2 separate regions of the Mus musculus genome follow, and region 2 is linked to region 1. The links are chromatin contacts, called in public Hi-C maps. All regions are on one chromosome and are shown on one strand. Each heading gives the region's core, a stretch centred on a gene start, on an enhancer-like site or on the middle of the called end of the contact. The rest is flanking DNA. Distances are from core to core; before and after follow the strand shown. Region 1 has its middle 60 kb from the start of Trp63. Region 2 has its middle 160 kb from the start of P3h2.

Region 1 (4,713 bases), core at 675-3,174:
ATGAAAAAACAAAACAAAACAAAACATCACATGGTCTAAGGAGGTGCCATTGGTCATTGAGTCCATTCATGTTTACTTTGGCCCCGAGGAAAGGAAATGTAAGCATTTCTATGAGAAGACTTTCTTGTGAGGGGGTGAGGGGACATCTGTCTTCTGTTCCTTGACATTAGTCACCGTTCAATATCCATAAATGCTGACATGATAAAACAAGTAGTTGAATAATGAAGGAACTGTAAGAGTTTTTTCATGCTGTGTCAGGGCTGGACTCCCTCTCATGGCATGGAGCCAAAGCTGGACCAGTCATGGTTGGCCACTCCTACAGTTTCTGTGCCACCTTTCCCCCCAGTGCTGGTAGGGCAAATTGTAGGTTGAAGGTTTTGTGTCTGTTTTCCACTGGAAATCTTGCCTTATTGTAGGAGATGGCCAGTTCAGGCTTTGTATCCCCCTTTACTAGGATTTTTAGCTAGGGTCACCCCAATAAATTCCCATGAGTTTCAATTGCACCGGGTTTGAAACCAGAGGCCAGATGGCCCAGAGACCTATGATAGAACCAAACATGGTTGACAAAAAATTTAAAATTAAATTTTAAAAATACATTAAATAAATAAACATAAATAAATAAATGAAATTATGCCTGGAAATATTTTGCTTTACTCATAGATTGATGTCTAACCCGACTGTCATCAAGGTGCTTCATGCTGTAACTGATGGAAACAGATGCAGAGACCCACAGCCAAACATTAGGTGGAGCTTGGGGAATCCTGAGGATGAGAGAGAGAAAGGATTGGAGGAGGCAGAGGGATCAGGGGCACTATAAGAAAACCCACAGAATCAATTAACCCGGACTCATTAGAGTTTCCTGAGACTGAACTGACAATCAGGAAGCCTGTACTGGTCTAATGTAGGCCCTGTGTATATATGTTATAGCTGTGGAGCTTGGTGTTTTTGTAGGACTCCTAGCAGAGGGGACAGGGGCTCTTTCTGACTCCTTTCCCTTGTCCTCTTACTCAGTTGCCCAAGCCAGCCTCAATTTGAGGAAGGTGAGTAATCTTATTGCAACTTGAGATACCACATTTGGTTGATATCCGAGAAAGGGAGTGGATAGGAGGGAAGATGTAGAGGACAGAGGGATGTAGGATAAACTGCAGTTAGGATGCAATATGTGAGACAATAAATTCATACTAAAAGGTTGAGTTCTTTCATGAGTAGCCCTTATAGTAGTGGTTCTCAGCCTTCCTAATGCTGTGACTCTTTAATACAGTTCCTCCTGGTGTGGTGATCCCCAACCATAACATTATTTTTTTGTTTTGACTTCATAATATTAATTTTGCTACTGTTATGAATTGCAATGTAAAGATCTGTTATGCAGGATATCTGCTATAGAAAAACCCCAAGGGAGGTCACAACCCACAGATTAAGCACTACTGCAGTACATTGTATTGATGTATCTGAGCAATACCCTGAAATTGATGCCAGTGTCTGTTTTTTATAAATGAGAGAACCACAGCTCAAGGTTGAGGGACTCCTTTAACTGAAAGGGCCTGAGAGTCCAAACAGGTTCTTCTTCCTATTGGAAAGCCTGAGGCTTTCCCTCTTAGTGTAACAGCTTACATGCACTCCACTGATCTCTGCACATGGGGATGGAGAAAGAGGAGGTTACACAGCTCATTCTACATCAGAGAAGTCAAAGAAAAGTTAGGGCTTCCCTGTCGCTACAGGACATGGTGTGACATGCCTTTGCTCATCACATGGAAGCATTCCTAGTTGCTCAGAAACACCAGCATCACAGCCTCATTCCACGACAATAAGTTTGTTCCTCACTCTCCAACCTGTGTCTGTCTGAAGCTAGGCTCCTCCCTAGGACTGCTCTTGCCTTCCAAGCTTTGCCCCTGCTTGTCTAAATACAGACCCAGAGCTCACTCACTGCTGCCCAGCCCAGGATTTTGCAATCAATCCCCCTTGGGTCTTTTGAGGAGTCATACTTCCTCCTGGGGCTGTCCCTGAAATTCATCAAAGTCTGTTTCCCCTGGCTGAGCAGTAACAGAGTCCCCTGAGCTTTTGGCTAAGATTCACACATTCAAAGAGATTATTGAAATAAGTCCCAGCAAATCACCAATATGGGAGGCCTGGTATAGGAAAACCCATAAAAGTCTTGTTGCAACCATTATCAACACATTTCACCTACCTTCCTTTTCCACATGCCAATTGCCCAATATGCATTTCATTTTGGAGTCACACATGTACTGAAGGGAAAATTTGGCACTACCCTTTCATTCCCCAGGGCCTGGCAGGGTTTATGTACAACCTATAATTCACTCACTGTTCAGGATGCATTGCACTGAGACAGCCATTTCAGGAGAGGGATGGTTTCTTCACCTTGGCTAAGTTCATGACAAGAAAACAGAATGCTGGCTCTGAGCTAGCCTCAACAGGACCACACTGGCCTTCCTTCCTCTATGGATTAATAGAGATATATCTAGAAGCTTTTAACAGCAGCTCATCATTAGTTTCTCCAGGGCCTTAGTTTAGAAAGAAAAAAAAAGTGACAATGTAGAGTAGAATTTAGACAGATTTGTAGATTTAGTCAGAAGCATAAGACAGAATCAGAACTCATAGAACAAGCCAAAGGCAAAACAATACAAACTCTGAGAATGCATAGCAATAAAACATTCAGAGAAGGAGCACGTAAAACATAATCATCAAGCATGGTCCCTCCTACCTGACTAACATCTTCAGTAAAGTGGAAAAGAACCTAAAAGTATCATCAGGAGGAACTGGACCATTGTCCTTTTGTAACACAGAAGGCTGTGTTGAATTCTTGTCTCTGAAGCAAAGTGGAAACTGGGACGTATTACCATCTTCCCTCTAATGACAAACAATCTATGTGACCCTTCATTGCTTGAGAAACATTAGTCAAAGTCTACATCCTCAATCCTTGCGAATCTGTCAGATTCCAGGGCCTTTGGAAATCATGGCGGTCATTTCTATAGAAACACCAAGTATGTGAGTAGACTTCTTAAGAAAGAGTTGAGCTGCTCTTCATGAAATGTATCTAGATTGAATCCAAAAACTACATGCATGAAGTATATTGAGGAATGAAAGTTGTGTCGGGAGGTAGAGACCAGACATGATTGAAAAGAGGGTAGTCCGAAATGATGAGGTTCACTTAGAATAGACTGTACTCACAAGAAAGATTGAAGGTCAGCCTTTGCAACAGTCAACCTTTCCCCAACTATAGAAAAAGAAATCTCCACAATGTTTAACATCAATGAAACATAATGTTTCAGAAACATCATGACTTTTCTATAGGCTCACATAAGCCCTGAGACTTGATGTTTGTGCTGTGTTATGGTAAAGAGATTATTGGGGTAGAAATTGGGGGTCTCATCCTTGCCCAGAGCTGTGACTTTGGCTCTGGCAATTGTCTGCTTTACTGGTTCTCTGTTGCTTCTGGTAGTCCTGCTATAGGACCCATAGAGAGCTAACATTTCTAAGAATAGAAGAATGAGCACAGGAAAGGGAGGTGTTCCAGGGTAACTGCTTTTGGTTGCCTGGGTTTCAGTTTCTCACTTACAAAATGAACAAGCTTGGATGAGTTCTCCGAAGACTCTCTCCAGGATGACATTTAATGAATCTAAACATTCTATCTTAGGCTATTTCTAGTAAAACTATCTATTTAAATATGAAAATAAAAAAGACTTCCTACCGGCACCAAATTGAATATTGGATATTATTCAGTTAATTTGGTTTTGACTGGAATTTAGCATCTTTTGCACAAACAATGACTCAGAAAATTAATTAGCCTTTGCTTTAATTAAGTAGTACATCTATTTAATAGCAATTAAAATACCACATCTGAGTGCATTTGTTGTAGCAAAGTATAGTTAATACAGGAAACAGCCCCATTTGCTGTGTGGATCTTGGTGGGTGACTGAGGCTCTGGGGCTCTTGATTTCCAGATAGGCAGCCGGGCTTTGGATAGACAGGAAGAAAATTCCCAGAGGCCCTGGGCGCAGCTCACTGTTATGAAATCTTGCATACTTTAGCTTTCTTCATCAGATTATTCTGCCACTCTTCTTATTAACATTAAAGGCACAGTTTAATAACAGTTCTGGAGTTTCCAGATGTACTTTCAACAGCCCCTTTACCTGATGTTCCCCAAACTCTAGTTACTCTGAACAGAAAAGAATTCTTGACCTTTCAACTTTAGTGTGATACCACCCATTGGATTCTTGACTGCCTGAGACAGGCCATTGAGAGGTTAAATAAAAATGTCCTTGCTGCTGCACCAGATTAAGTCTTTGCTTTGATTGGACTTGACTTTTGTTTACAATTACTCCAAGTCGGTGATCATGGTCATGTCAAGCTTTAGTTTCTTGTATATATAACTGTTTTATATCTGATTCTGTAATGTCCTATAATCTCAACTTTAATAAGTCATTTAAAAAACACTGTCTGGTGTTTATGTGGAGGGGGTTGCAAAAGAATAAAAGCATATGGAGGCCATAGTATAATCTTAGGTATCACTCTTCAGGAGCAGTTCACTTGGGTTTATGATACAGGGTCTCACATGACAATTAGGTGTGGCTGTCTAGTCAGAAATTTCTGGATTCATGTGTCTCTACACTGGGATTATAAAAGCACAGGACCACTCCGATTTGTGTATGGATTCTGGGAATTGAACACAATCTTCATGTTGGCGAAGTAAGCACT
Region 2 (5,239 bases), core at 48-2,547, 320 kb before region 1:
TAGACCAGGCTGGCTTCCAACTCAGGAATCCACCTGCCTCTGCCTCCCAAGTGCTGGGATAAAAAGTGTGCGCCACCACGCCTGGCCCTGTGCTATGCTTTTTACAGCAGGGCTGGTGACAGGACCCAGTTCAACAAGGACATTTAAGACATATTAACTAATGAATGTAGAGAAAATAGTTACACCAATAATCTTACCGTTACCGCTACCATCACATGATTAAAAAGATGAATTTTTACTCTTAGAGGAAATAATATTTGAATTCCTATTTGAAAGATAAGGAAAGCAGGCTTGGGGAGAAAGGGAAGCCATTGGTACATACATAGGACCTACATGGCCCATACATTCTGCTTGATACTTTTGAGTCTATTATCATCATTATTCCCTTTACTGAAATTTGAAAGTGACTTTCATCAACTTTTACAGGGGGATTGTTCTGCAAAAGTTGTATGTCTCAACATATAGCTCTTTGCCATTGACAAATGCATTGTCCTCTGGCCAGCAGGCCAATCACAACATGGAACAGTTCTATCCCAGGGCTGCCCTTTGGAGATAGTCTCTCCCTACTTGATGACAATCACTGGATGGTTCTTCAGCCCTACAGTGTGCTCACTCGCACCTTCAGCAAACAGCATATCAGAGCTCCAAGAGTTTAAGCAACTGGGTCCTGGTAGGCAGCTAATGAGTGACTGGATCTCATCTTTGAACCCAGCACCGTGGATTCCTTGTGAAGGTGGAAAGTGTGAGCTCGGAGCCAAGGAAAACAGCTGTCACGTTTCCCCAGCCTGCCTTTCAGAGAGGGCTCTGTCTCTTCAGGGCTCTGTTAGAGGCAAGCAAACAACCTCATTACCAAAGGCAATATCTGATCGTGTTCCACCTCTGATCACCGGTAGGTGCTGAGGGAAGACTCTGTCCCTGCCCAGTGGAACAATCTGAAAGCCATTACTATCTGCAGGCTGCTCGGCAGACTATGGCGTAAGAGATTGGTTCTCTTCCAGTTCCTTTACTTATCTGGAAGACAAGAGGGTACTGAAAGGAGGTCACTGGTAAACACTTTAGTCTCTCAGTTCAGCAGCTTCCCCACTAAAGCCTGGGGGCCCTTTGCCAGACGGGTGAGTCTGCAGGTGAGCCTTGCTTGCACAAGGTGGGTGCTTCTGCTAATTGGGTTGATGTAATTAACTGTCGTGGTTTTTTTTTTTTTTTTTTTCACCCGGGAAGCCAGCCATGGTCTCAGCATGAGCAGTTTTGCTGGGCCAGCCTGCAGCAGCAGTGAGCACAAACATTTTTGGAGCTCCAAATGCAAACAGCAACTTCAAAGTAAAGAGCAGGCTGCCGCTGGGACAGAGCCATTTCCCTGGGGGCTGGAGGGTGAGCAATGTTGGCTTCCCAGACCAGGAAGGAGAGAGAAATCATTTTATCTCCATTCTGCTTTTAATCAGGTGTCAGGATATTGGTGCCATTTCTGTCTAATGATAATCTCTTTTTCTAAACAAAATGACTTGTTAGAGGCTGAGGAAAGATAAGTGACTTCTGATGTGCCCTGACAGATTCAGAAAACAGGTACAGTCCTCCTAATTCCACCCCTGGTCTTGTGACACCAGCTTCTCCCAGCATCACTTAGACCAGTGGTTCTCAACTTGTACGTTGCCTCCCCTTCGGGGGTTGAATGTTTCTTTCACAGGGGTCACCTAAGATCATCAGAAAACAGTTATTTACCTCATGATTCATAACAGTATCAAAATTACAGTTATGGAGTAGCAACAAAAATAATTTTATGGTTAGAGGAGTCACCACAACATGAGGAACTGTATTAAAGTGTTATAGCATTAGGAAGGTTGAGAACGTCTCTCTTAGAGGATGCATTAAAAATAAATCATGAGGGCAGCACTTGTGTTTAGAATACTAGCCTTAGCTGCAAAAGGCCATCCAGTGATGTCTGCCAGCACATCCGGGTCTACCTAGAACATTGGGGTCTACCTGCGAGGGCCTCTCAGCTCAGTGGTTTAGATTCCATGATTCAGTTGCAGTCTCTGTAATGCACCCAACCCAAGACTCTAAAACAAAACAAAAGAGTGAGCAGAGAAAGAAATTTCACAAGCTCTACTCTAGCAGGGTTAATGACTACCTGAGTGATTTTAGAAGAGTTGTTTGCCTTCTTGTGAATTCAATCTTACCTGTGTATAATGGAAGAAATGGAACCTCTTTTACAGGTTTATGGAGAAAATAAGGAGGTAGAGCGGCACAGAGGATGTGCTGAGAGCAGGAATTATAATCATTTCCATTTCAACTGCCATCATTTCCCAGCAGGCTTTAAATAATATAGTAAGGGTATTTTTACCAGTCACCTGCATGGGCCATTCTCTACCTCTGATAATCCACAGTTCGCCATAATTTAATCTAACACAGAGAACACTAGTGCCAAATTCTTATTTCCAAATGTGTTCCAAGGACTCTTCTCTAGCTTCCTGAGCAGAGTTGCATGTCAACAAAAAGGCAGAAGCCACCCATTTTTCCATGGGCTCCTTTATCGATTCCTCTGGTCCAAATGAAACAATGTTTTCTCCTAGATAAAGGGTGACCTAAAGTAAAAAAAATCCCAGGCCAGCAATACAAATGCAAAGCCTAGAAATCCTTTTCTTTCCCTACACACTAGCTTCCCCAATCTGAAGATGGATGTAGTTTCAAGTGACGGTATCTGTTCCTGGAAACGGGGGCATTTTTAAATCTTAATCAATATTTATCTATTCTAGGAAGATTTTTCCTGTCCTGGTGTCTGGTGATCATAGAAAAAGAATTGGTCCATGGGCAATTCCTATTTCATCATAAGATGTGATATAATTTGAATGTTGAAATTGCCTCTACACCACACTTGACTACTAGCATAGATAAAGTGGCGGCTCTAATTCGTTTCCATGTTCCTGGATTGGAGTGACTGCAGATTCCACAAAACCGTTCTTAGAGCTATCTTATTTTCTTCCCTTCTTAGACCTTAGTAATCTTAGGAGCATAATAATAAACTTGAGCATGGATCGGGTTAAAGAACTAGCTTAGAAAGCAGCCTTTCATTTACCAGGGTCTTACCCACATACTTGGAACTGAGTTTAGATGTCTCTGCTCGCTGACAACACACAAACTTTTCTTTATCACAACACTTAGACTAATACAAAGATCAATGTTCATCTAAAGGGACTGAGCTTATATTAACATTGGATCTGAATCATCTTTGTCTCTCTGAAGGCAGAAATGTAAGACTGGGAGAAACTTGAAGACCAGGAAATTGGAAATGAATGACTAGACGCTCAGTATGCAATCTGTGAAGATCATAAGATAAGAACTTTTGAATCCCTCCATTCCTGAATGACTCCTCCACTCATTTCAGCACATTAGTTATTCCTATGTAAAATAAAAATCATAGCCTCTCTTTAAGGATCTGAGTGACATGTTAAAAAAAAGAAAAATGCCCAGTAGTAAACAAGGATTATTGCTAAATGTTACGAGTTATGGATAAACTTATCATTCAGTGTTTTTCTTTCACAATTTTATCTTTTAACATTGAAATATTTATTGACTCTATACTAAAGCTATATGTGTTAAAAATGCATCAGTCTATATGGAGTAGCATATGAACCATTAGATACCTGAAGACCACCATGTCCACTTGTCCTTTTTGTTCATTTACTATTTAATCTCTTGACCATTCTCTTGACCAATCTCTTGACCATTCACTCTCTGGTTTTGCCTCAGCCTTTACTGGAAGACAGCTTCCTCTCAGAGATGTGAGGGAGAAAGGGTATTCAGGAGTCCTCTCGTCCTCTTTTGGCCATTTGAAGAACATGTTCTCTAACACTGAGTATAGCTACCATGCAGGTGTAATCATGATGTATATGATTTCATGCTCTCAAAGTCCAGGCCTGGCTGAGTGAGGCAAGCTGGTGGGTGAGAGACCAGGGGTGGAGAGTAGAGTTCTGAGTCATTAAATTCTCACCAGATGTCAACTGGAAGACGTCTTCCCACCCAGCAGCCTAAGGCAAAAGTCTCTTGGCCACTGTTACCCCATCTATGGACTTTACTTCTGACCAATCGTCCCCTCTGGCACCTTATAAGGGAAAGCTAATTAGAAAACTCACCTTGCAAGAATGCTACAGAAAGACCTTTCACACGGAGTGGAACCGCAGGATCCAGAGGCACTGTGACTCAGGGGTGGAGCTGTCTTCCAACACCCAGGCTGCATTGCTCTCCAACTCAACAAGGGGCTGACCTATATGGCAAAGGCAAATTCACACAGAGCCATCAGACGGTGAGACCAAGTTAGCAGCAGACCTCACAGTGTTCTAGAAAGCACTGGTTACACCAAGGGAACCAAAAAGAGTGAAGAAGGGGGAAGCAGCTCATGTACCCATTTGTTCACCTGATTGTATGGGTTGTCTGCCCCTTCATATAATGTCTGTTTTGAATGCATCAAGGGCCATATTATTTGTTATGGAGAAAAGAAGGAAAAACCATGCATCCCTAAAGTTCAAGGCCAGCTAAAGACAACAGAGACCTAAAAGTAGAAAATGGTTTGTAATTGCTATAAATAAAAGACAAAGAATGCAGAACCTGAGAAGGAAGCCAAAGGCTTCTATTTTGGGTCTCAGCAGACAGATAAGAACTGTTAGGCAGTGTAAAGCAAGCCTTTGAGAAGGGTAAGTGTCCATAAGTAAGTAAATGGGAGCAAGTGAATCAGAGTAAGCCACACAGTTCTCAAAGGTCATATCATTTCCTGGAAAACCCACAGCTCTTGCCCATGTCACTGAAATTTAAGTACAAATATTACTGTTCCAATGAAAGTTAGTGAAGCTGTCTACATCTACGCAATAATCCATCAAAAAGGAAAGCAAGTGTTGAAGAAAATCAAGCCTAAAACTAGACAGAGGCAGATATTCAGCTCTGGATGAGCCTTTTGCTCTAGTCTCCAAAGTTCTTATACTTGACAGATCCTATACTGGATGCCTGAGAACCACCCACAGCTGAATTTGTGTTTTATCTTTTCTTTGGTTTATACTTTTCCTGTTTCTCAATGCCCCCCAGCTTTGAGAGTGCAAAATGATCTGCACTTTACTGGTTGGCACTACTTGGGAATGGTTAGATGTCTAATGCTACCTTGTCATGGCTCCCTATGCTCTACCAGAGTTCACTGTCCCAAAGAGCACCGTCATCTCTAGCAAAGCTGCAGAGTCCCCTCATAATCTCCTTGTTC

The links. Hi-C and Micro-C count contacts between places; a contact is called where the count stands out from the background.
Region 2: a contact with region 1 is called in a Hi-C map of 3T3-L1-derived adipocytes, with 6 times the contacts expected there. The contact joins two enhancer-like sites. A contact is called at or near these places in 9 of 39 promoter capture datasets (the 3T3-L1 cell line, embryonic stem cells, frontonasal cranial neural crest and 4 more), 2 of 484 Hi-C or Micro-C datasets (3T3-L1-derived adipocytes and epidermal suprabasal cells) and 1 of 9 other capture datasets (embryonic stem cells).

Annotation. Positions count from the first base shown.
Region 1 is chr16:25,621,677-25,626,389 of GRCm38.p6, reverse strand. No RefSeq gene overlaps it. Among named protein-coding and RNA genes, the nearest start is that of Trp63, 60 kb to the left of the region's middle. Within about 2 kb of position 1,924, at least 30 of the 459 cell types and tissues checked have an H3K27ac peak or open chromatin away from gene starts, as enhancers often do. A contact at or near this core is called in 3T3-L1-derived adipocytes, where this site is marked.
Region 2 is chr16:25,941,304-25,946,542 of GRCm38.p6, reverse strand. No RefSeq gene overlaps it. Among named protein-coding and RNA genes, the nearest start is that of P3h2, 160 kb to the left of the region's middle. Within about 2 kb of position 1,297, at least 38 of the 459 cell types and tissues checked have an H3K27ac peak or open chromatin away from gene starts, as enhancers often do. A contact at or near this core is called in 3T3-L1-derived adipocytes, where this site is marked.